3 separate regions of the Mus musculus genome follow, and all the other regions are linked to region 3. A link is a contact called in public Hi-C and HiChIP or PLAC-seq data. All regions are on one chromosome and are shown on one strand. The core of a region is the stretch at or near the end of the contact, and the rest is flanking DNA. Distances in the headings are between cores, read along the strand shown. Region 1 has its middle 100 kb from the start of Gdnf. Region 2 has its middle 120 kb from the start of Gdnf. Region 3 holds the start of Gdnf (glial cell line derived neurotrophic factor).

Evidence for each region. HiChIP or PLAC-seq counts read pairs in DNA pulled down with a chosen protein or histone mark. A called contact is a pair of places that touch in the nucleus more often than the background predicts.
Region 1: a CTCF HiChIP or PLAC-seq map of the NIH/3T3 cell line shows a contact between it and region 3, with 15 read pairs. The contact joins the enhancer-like site here to the promoter of Gdnf in region 3. A contact is called at or near these places in 7 of 39 promoter capture datasets (the 3T3-L1 cell line, 3T3-L1-derived adipocytes, embryonic stem cells and 3 more), 1 of 15 datasets of contacts at CTCF or cohesin (the NIH/3T3 cell line), 17 of 484 Hi-C or Micro-C datasets (the C2C12 cell line, the HL-1 cell line, the HPC-7 cell line and 10 more), 7 of 115 datasets of contacts at active chromatin or transcription factors (embryonic limb bud and embryonic stem cells) and 2 of 9 other capture datasets (embryonic stem cells and liver).
Region 2: a contact with region 3 is called in a Hi-C map of uterus. The contact joins the enhancer-like site here to the promoter of Gdnf in region 3. A contact is called at or near these places in 6 of 484 Hi-C or Micro-C datasets (cumulus cells, mammary gland, nephron progenitors and 1 more), 3 of 115 datasets of contacts at active chromatin or transcription factors (craniofacial prominence, embryonic stem cells and stem cell-derived neural progenitor cells) and 3 of 9 other capture datasets (embryonic stem cells, liver and pancreatic islet).

What each region holds. Positions count from the first base shown.
Region 1 is chr15:7,714,296-7,716,995 of GRCm38.p6, forward strand. No RefSeq gene overlaps it. Among named protein-coding and RNA genes, the nearest start is that of Gdnf, 100 kb to the right of the region's middle. Within about 2 kb of position 1,411, at least 11 of the 459 cell types and tissues checked have an H3K27ac peak or open chromatin away from gene starts, as enhancers often do. A contact at or near this core is called in the HL-1 cell line, the NIH/3T3 cell line and pancreatic cancer cells, where this site is marked.
Region 2 is chr15:7,690,073-7,692,772 of GRCm38.p6, forward strand. No RefSeq gene overlaps it. Among named protein-coding and RNA genes, the nearest start is that of Gdnf, 120 kb to the right of the region's middle. Within about 2 kb of position 1,404, at least 10 of the 459 cell types and tissues checked have an H3K27ac peak or open chromatin away from gene starts, as enhancers often do. A contact at or near this core is called in uterus, where this site is marked.
Region 3 is chr15:7,814,180-7,816,879 of GRCm38.p6, forward strand. It overlaps Gdnf (glial cell line derived neurotrophic factor), which reads left to right and starts at 1,371. Exons shown (of 2, transcript NM_001301357.1): 1 at 1,371-1,586. The coding sequence starts at 1,436.

The DNA.
Region 1 (2,700 bases), core at 161-2,660, 100 kb before region 3:
CACATGGTTGCTCACAACCAGTTATCATAACTCTAGTTATCTAGGGGATCTAACACTCTCTTCTGACTTCTGCAGACACAGGCATGCACATGATACACATACATACACACAAGCAAAACACTCTGACAAATAAATTTAAAAAAAAATTTTTTTTAAAGAAAAAGCCAAAGTCAACATAGAGACAAGTGTAACAGCTTAAAGGAAAGAGATCATGGCCAAACCTTAGATTCACACCAACCAGAGAACATACTCTCAAAAGTTACCTCTTGTAGTTTCTTCCAGACAGGAAGAAACCTGTAGCTGGTAGATACTGCCTTTCAGCCCTTTGCTTCAGATTGTATTGCCTCCCTCTCAGAAGCTCTGTCCAGCCTTATGTGCCAGCCCTTTTGCTGTAGTCATTTCAACAGCCATGGTACTCAGAGCCATGTCTCTGGGAGACTTGTAGGGTGTTCATGAGAATCCACTCTTGGCCCACTTCAACTATCCAGCAGCTGCCTGAATATCCAGCTGACATAGCCCCAAGGGAATACATGGGGTGGGGGGCGGGGTGATTCTGGAGCTAACAGTTATGGCTAATGGCTGATGTCTTGTCATTCTTTAGTAAATATTTGGAGACTATTAAGAAACCTACTCCAGAGGGCAGCCTTGCCATTGAGAGTTGGGCTAGACCAGCTGTGCTCCCCAATGGTTTTTGAACCTGCTACAGTTTTTGTTTAGTTTTTGTTGACTGTGTTATATATGGTTGGCTTTTTCTCAAGAACTGGAAAATTTCTAAAGAATTCTCCATTTCCCATCAGATACCAAAAAAAAAAATGTGTTTCCAATTTTGGTTATTTATTTACTTGACTCATATTTGATTTGTTCAATGCTTGTTTTATTGTCCTTCACTAGGTTCATGACAGGAGTGTGTGCCTGGTAGACAGAGGTCTTTGTTACTCCTAAGACACCGTGACATGGAATGAGTGTAAACTTAAAACTCACAACTCCTGGGGTTTCTGTCATATTATATAGTTATATTGAGTAAATCGCCTAGTATCCCTCCATAGGGTTGAGATTAAATAACATTAAATAACATGTATAAAATACTTACCAGAGTTACAGGTACATATAGATGTTTGAAAAATTATACTTTTAAGTCCTTTTCTAAAAGGGCTTAAAATATGCAACAATTGGGGTCCTTAGCTTCAGGTCAATAGTAAACTGATTAATAATTGGCTATTTGAAGGGATGTTAGCCAGGACTAGCCATTTATGTTGTCGTGACAAAAATCCCAATATCTCAATAGTTCAAAACAATAAATGTTTCTTTCTCACATTATATTAATAATTCATTGTTAGGAGCTCTGTTCCACCTCACCCCTGTTCAAAGACCCAGGCTAACAGAGACTTCACCACACGAACTATCATACATTGTCTTGGGAGAGCAAGGTAAAGCATTTCATTCCTGGTCTTAAATATGCTTTAGCACAACTCCATTCACACACTAGCCAGACAGAGACACATGGTATACACAATTTCAAAGGAACATGAAGATGATCTCCCTATACACCCAGAAGTAGAAGAACCAGATGCTGATGAAAGTGTTTGTGCCTCATGCAGAAGGAACAGAAAGTTATCTAAGGCAGATAGAGGGGCTTCCATGTGCTAGTTCTGAGATCCCAGAGCTGGTGCTTCCTGGATTACTCAATGTTATCACTGTTAACAGGAAAGAAAAAGGGGGAGCCAGATGAGGTAGGAAATGGGAATGAGCTGGTGACAGATCATGGATCAAGGAATTTAGGCTTTATTCAGGTTTTACTATGTAGATGATGGAGCAGCTGAAGAGGAAGATACATTGAAAGATTCTGTGCAAAGGAGTGACAGGGTCAGAATTACTTGCTCATCTATTCAATTGACCTTTTTTTGTTTGTTTGTTTCATGGATGTCTACTAAGCACAAAGCATTATTGTTGGAATACAGTGGGGAATAATCTCGCCATTTTAGAGTTCAAATTCTAACATCAGGAAAGGCATTCCAACAGGGTGTGGGGATGAATTGGAAGAGGCTTGTTGAGATGGGAGGCAGAAATGCCAGGGAAGAAAGTATGGTTAACCACAGATGAGTAATAATAGCATCAACCTGAACAATAGCAGTGGGGCTCAAGTGGAGGGGGCAGATGAAGGAAGTGTCAGAACTCAGTGAAAGAATAAAGAAGTATGGGGACTTACTGATGACTCTGTTTCCTTCCCCCTTAGACTTGGATGTCAGTGCCATTTCCCAAGTCAGAACCCAGAAGCAGACATGGTTCTAAAGGATGGTGGGGTTTGCCAGTGATGAGCTGACTTTTCCCCCACAGGAATTCTGATGTATCTGGAATTCAGGTGGCTATACACTGAAAGAGTACACTTGGAAATAAACAGAAGGGAGGAACTAGCACAGTGGTACTCCTACACCACATAGTAGGGCATCAGGGGTATGGCAACTGCAAAAGTAGTAGCAGTTTGAGGAGATTGTTGGTGACTAATCATTTGCATATTTCCTGAGCTTAAAATCTGAATCTACTGGAAAAGAAAAGGTACTATAAAGGATTCCATCCAAACATGTGCAGAAGCAGCGGAGTGTCGTGTTGATAAATGCTCTCCAAAGAAAAAGAAAGTTGTCACAAACAAACACAAAGACCCAACCTTGATAAATGTGTGTGCAGAACAGAAATTGTCATGGA
Region 2 (2,700 bases), core at 154-2,653, 120 kb before region 3:
GCCAGGCAGACACTGGATTTAGACTCTAGAATTCTTTTTTTTTTTCAATTGAATATTTTCTTTATTTACATTTCAAATGTTATCCCCATCTACCCCCAAACCCTCTATTCCATCCCCCTTTCCCCTGCTTCTATGAAGGTGTTCCCCCAACCACCCACCCACTCTGGCCTCCCCATCCTGGCATTCCCCTACATTGGGGATCAAGCCTTCACAAGGGCCTTTCCTCCCACTGATGCCCACCCCGGCCACCCTCTGCTACATATGCAGCTAGAGCCATGGGTCCTTCCATGTGTACTCCAGTTGGTGGTTTAGTCCTTCCAGTCTAAGCCTGTGTCCTGAGCAGACCTCGGGTGCTGGCTCCACACCCAGTCCCACAACACCCAGAGGAAGCTTGACTCCCAGGTGCTCTAACATGCCCAGGAGTCTAGAATTCTAAATATAAGAACTCTGAAGGTATATCCTTTGACACATTTATCAATATGGAAGCTAGCTGATCTGCTGTGACAGTCTGTGCAGCTCTTACTTAGGTGAGAAGCAACCACTAAGCAGGGTATGTTTCCACAAGTAAACAGCTGGAGAGGACAGAGTCTATGGAGTCCTATGTTCTGGATTCTTGTGACAGCTACTCTCACATGTCACTTTGGCTCAACAGAGGTGTCCAGTTAATTCATCAAACACCAATTTAGGTGTTACTATGAAGGTATTTTTCTAGATGTGGCTGATATGTGCCGTCAGTAGACTTAAAATAATGCAGAGTTCCCACCATGAGATGAGCAGGTTCCATTCAAGCAATGGAAGAGCAACTTGTAAGAGCAAGTACTGAGGTTACTGTCTCAAGATCACAATATATTGCAGAAACCTTGCCTTACATTTCAAGCTGCCAGGCTGTCCTGTGGATTTGGTACTCCAAATTATAATATCAAATTTTTGGAAGTTTTTTTTTAATTATGGGTATATGGAGCTGTAGGGACAGCTCAGGTATTAAGAGCATGCAGGACCCAAGTCTGCTTCCTAGAACCCATACTGGGCGACTCACAACCACCTGTTACTCTAGTGTCAAGGAATCTAACTCTCTCTTCTGACCTCCAGAAACACTGCATTCATGTGTACAAACCCACACACAGACACCTATGCTTACATAATGAAAATTTTCAAATTATGTGTGCATGTGTATAACTGTATAGTTGTGTGCAAATGAGTGTGGGTGCTCCTAGAGGTCAGAAGAAGGCATTGGATCCCTGGAGCTGGACTTAAAGGCAGTTTTGTGAGATGTCAGGCATAGCTGCTGGAACCACTGGATATCAGATGGGAACCGAGCTTGGGTTCTCTGAGAGATCAGTGTATGCTCTGAACCCCTGAGTCATCCATCCACATGTATTTTATTACCTCTTGCTTGAGTGTTCAGCCCACTGGCCTGCCCTACAGGTTGGAGCTTGTTAGCTTCTAAGTACTCATGAGTCATGAGCCAATCCCCCTTGTTTCTCCCTCTTGCTCTGAACAAATGAAGAGGGAAGGAGAGACAGACCCTATACCATACACACACACACACACACACACACACACACACACACAATTACATAATGCATGTGCATGAGTGTGTGCGTGCGTGTGCGTGTGCGTGTGCGTGTACGTTCTCTGCAGAACTCTGTCTAGTGCAGCCCCTGAGACTCAGAGCCCCTCTAAGGGCAGGGTCTGCTAAGGAACCTCCTATGCTCAGGCCTCTCACTGGAAGAGCAGAGATTGGGGACAATCCAAAGGAGATAGAAAGCTCTCAAGGCAGGACTCATTTTCCAGGTCTTTGTAAAACTTCTAATTGCTAATGCAAGCTCATAAAATGGGCTATTTTAAGAAAATAACCAAACAGAAAACATAAGACTTTGGGGGACAGGATCTAAAAGTGATTTAATGATCATTTTAATCCTTTAGAATGTGCTTTTCCATGCAGGATTCCACCGAATCTGGAAATACCTCTCAGGAATATGGTCATAAATTCAATTCTTATTAAGTTCTAGTTATTGAAGTCATTGGAGTAAAAGGAGAGAAAGAATCAGGCTGTGCTCCACCACCAAAGCCCTTGTCGTTTCATCAGAGTTCTCTGGGTCTCCGGGATTTGTGCTTTTTAAAATAATTTATGTCATTCAATGATACTAAAGCAAAGTGGATATCTAAAAATAGTTCAAACAAGAACGTGATGTTTTCATGAGCTGGTCCAGAGTTTAAAATAGTATGCACACACACACACACACACACACACACACACACAATTACATAACCCACTTTCCCCCATGCTGTATTATACCAAAATAAATGTGTCATGAATTCATATAGACATATGTACACTCTTATGAATTATCATCAATCATTTTCTTTCCTTCACTTCAATCCCTTTGATTATTTTAACAGAGTCACATGAAAAATGTGGGCCCAACCACCTCCTTTACTTTGTGAGTCCCCTGAAGACTCAGACAAGCAAATCTTTATCACCTCCAAAATGGTGATGAATCTCATGCAATTTCCACTTTCTTCAGCTCTGAGAGACTCTCCTTGACAATGTGAGATCTTGTTATTTTCTAGCACCGTTTACTGTCAGGTCTGCCTTTGCCCTGTTGGAATCCTCTCCTCACCCTGACAAAGGGACACTTCTGTTCTGGCCTTTCCTTCTGTTAGCAGTTGTGTGACTCATAGGGAAATACTGGTAGA
Region 3 (2,700 bases), core at 121-2,620:
GAGAGAGAAGCAAAAGCCTGGAGACTAATAGGAAAGGTGCAGGGAGGTGTGTGTGTGTGTGTGTGTGTGTGTGTGTGTGTGTGTACCTGAAAACTGATTTGCCCTCCCCCATTAAAAATGTCAAGACTGTTTTCTCAAAATGCATGATTTACCTGATTTGAGAATGCTCCCCAGCCAATTCCCCATGCTGGAACAACGGGACTTGTGAGTGACAGAGTACCACCATACCCGAAGTGATTCAATCTCTCTTCCCCCGTCTCTTTGGATGGGACTTTTCGCCAAGTGAACATAGCCTTCTTTATTAGCAAGCTCACCCCAGACTGCAAGGCCTTCTTCCTTTCTAGAGATGTGAGGTCTTAAGAGTCCAAAGGACTCGGTGTTCAGGACTCTTACTACGGTCCTGGGTCCTGGAGTAGCTAGGGGAACCGAAAGATAGCATCTCTGCTGAGAGGGACAGAATTAGGACCAAAACTTCACAAAGCTGCAAAACTAAAATCAAGGGCGTGTTCGGGTATACCACGGAGGGCTTTAAATGTCAAGATAGATCCAGTCGCCGCCTACTAACAGTGGTAAAACATTTATTGGGCACTTTCTGGACTTGTTCGTGAGTTAATGATCCTAAGAAGTGGAACTGGTATTTTAAGCCAAACCGATGCTTCCGAAGTTAAGTGACTTAACTTGGCACTTTTATGCAGGCCAGAGTCTGCAAAGTCACATGAACTTGTTCTGGTGACATTTTTTTCTTTCACTTAGCCAGGATGTTTAAAAGGTAGACAGAGGGAGGGCAAGTGTTTCCACCAAGCCTGAGCCTACACCCTGCCTAGTTAGAAGAAAGGTCCAGCCTGGGACAGATAGGTGAGCTTGATTTTAGTCCCAGAGGTAAAAAGCCTGTTGTTTGCATCAGCGAAAGGATGGCTTCCAGAGCTCACATATGGGAGTTGCTGGGGAGGGGAAGGGTGGTCTCTGTCTGTCGAGGGCCGGGCAAAGGTAGCCAGATGGGGGCTACCCCGTGCGCCCCCGCCCCCCGGGAATATGGGATGTCGCGCGAGCCAGTAGAAGCAACGGGCCCGGAGTTGTGGTATAAATTTATGTCCATAATCTGACCTCTGGAAGTTGGAGGCTGGAGGACCGAAGAGTGGTCAGCAGTGCACCCGTTGGGAATGCGAGCTGCACCTGGGGTGTACCAGGGATGAAGGAAGATGGGCGGGCAGTAAACCAGAACAAGGGCGGGGTGCTTAGGGAAGCACCGATCAAAAGCAGTGCGGGCGGAGAGGCTGTGAGTTGGGAGCAGGTTGGGGGGGGGGGCAGGGAAGTGGTGAAGAGGCTGCCCTGCAGTCAGCACCAGGGTCCTGGGCGTCTGAGCCTAACTTGCCTGGTGCGGTTCTCTTCCCCGCTGCCCGCCCGCGCAGGTGCCGCCGCCGGACGGGACTCTAAGATGAAGTTATGGGATGTCGTGGCTGTCTGCCTGGTGTTGCTCCACACCGCGTCTGCCTTCCCGCTGCCCGCCGGTAAGAGGCTTCTCGAAGCGCCCGCTGAAGACCACTCCCTCGGCCACCGCCGCGTGCCCTTCGCGCTGACCAGTGACTGTAAGAACCGTTCCCTCCCCGGGGGCATCATCCGGCGGACCCCAGGGCACCCTACCGCAGCATGCACGCACGCAGTCACCCGGGCCAGCCGGGAAGGTTGTGCGCCTCTCCACTAAGTGGGAAGGGCTGGGAGGCCCTTAAGGGTACTCAGCTGCATGCCGCTGCCCAAGGGTTTCCAGGCGCCTTGCAAATACAGAGGATGTGGAATAGTGTCCCTTTATCATTCTCATCAACAAATATCCCACTATCGCCACCATCACAACCACAACCAGGGCACACACACATTGCCCCCAACCCCTTACTTCCCTGCCCCTCTAAGAATACACAGCAGGATCTTTCTTTTAAGGCTATTTTACTGTGCCTTGCTAAAACCCTCTTGCATTTTCATCCTGAACTGCACTTGCAAGGAGTTTTGTGAGAAAGGCCAGCCAGAGAGAAAACACAGAAGGACCTCCATTTCCAGAGCTAGCATCTGCCTAGTGTCAATTCTGTTCAGAAGAGTTCTGCTATAGGAAGAGTCCAGGGTGACTAGTGCAAAGTGGACTGAAAGGGAGAAACGTTCAGAATGCACAGTGCTAACTCAAAAACAACAACCACAACAAACGCAGGGTACTCTTAAAACAAGTCTGTGATTTACTGCTCCAAAGCTAATGCCTTCTAGAAGCGAGCAATTACAACCTATCCTCCAGTCCTCAGAAGTCCATACGGGTAAAGTCAGATAGACAGGAAAGGAGTTACAGAGAAAATGAAAGTATCTAGGTTAAAAGGTGGCAACAGAAAAGTTGATACAATCTCAAAATACTCAGCGGCCACCCACCTCACCCCTTAGAACGAGTGGCTTTGAAGGTTTGCATTTGAAGTGCCCTGTGGTTATGACCACCAGGGAAAGCTTGAGTCAGCCCAGGACGTACAGAAACCCTTGGCCCTGGACAAGAAAACAGGCAGAATGTGGCAAGTGTTTCATTTCAACAACAAAAATGGCTTCTTGTATAAGGGTCAAAAAGGGGCGGGGGGGATAGAATTTTATAAGGATTTTGGGAGTGATTTGTGGTTTAAAAGGAACGTAGTTGGTCCCTTGAAATTCAGACCCAGACCTGTCAATTAAACTCATCTT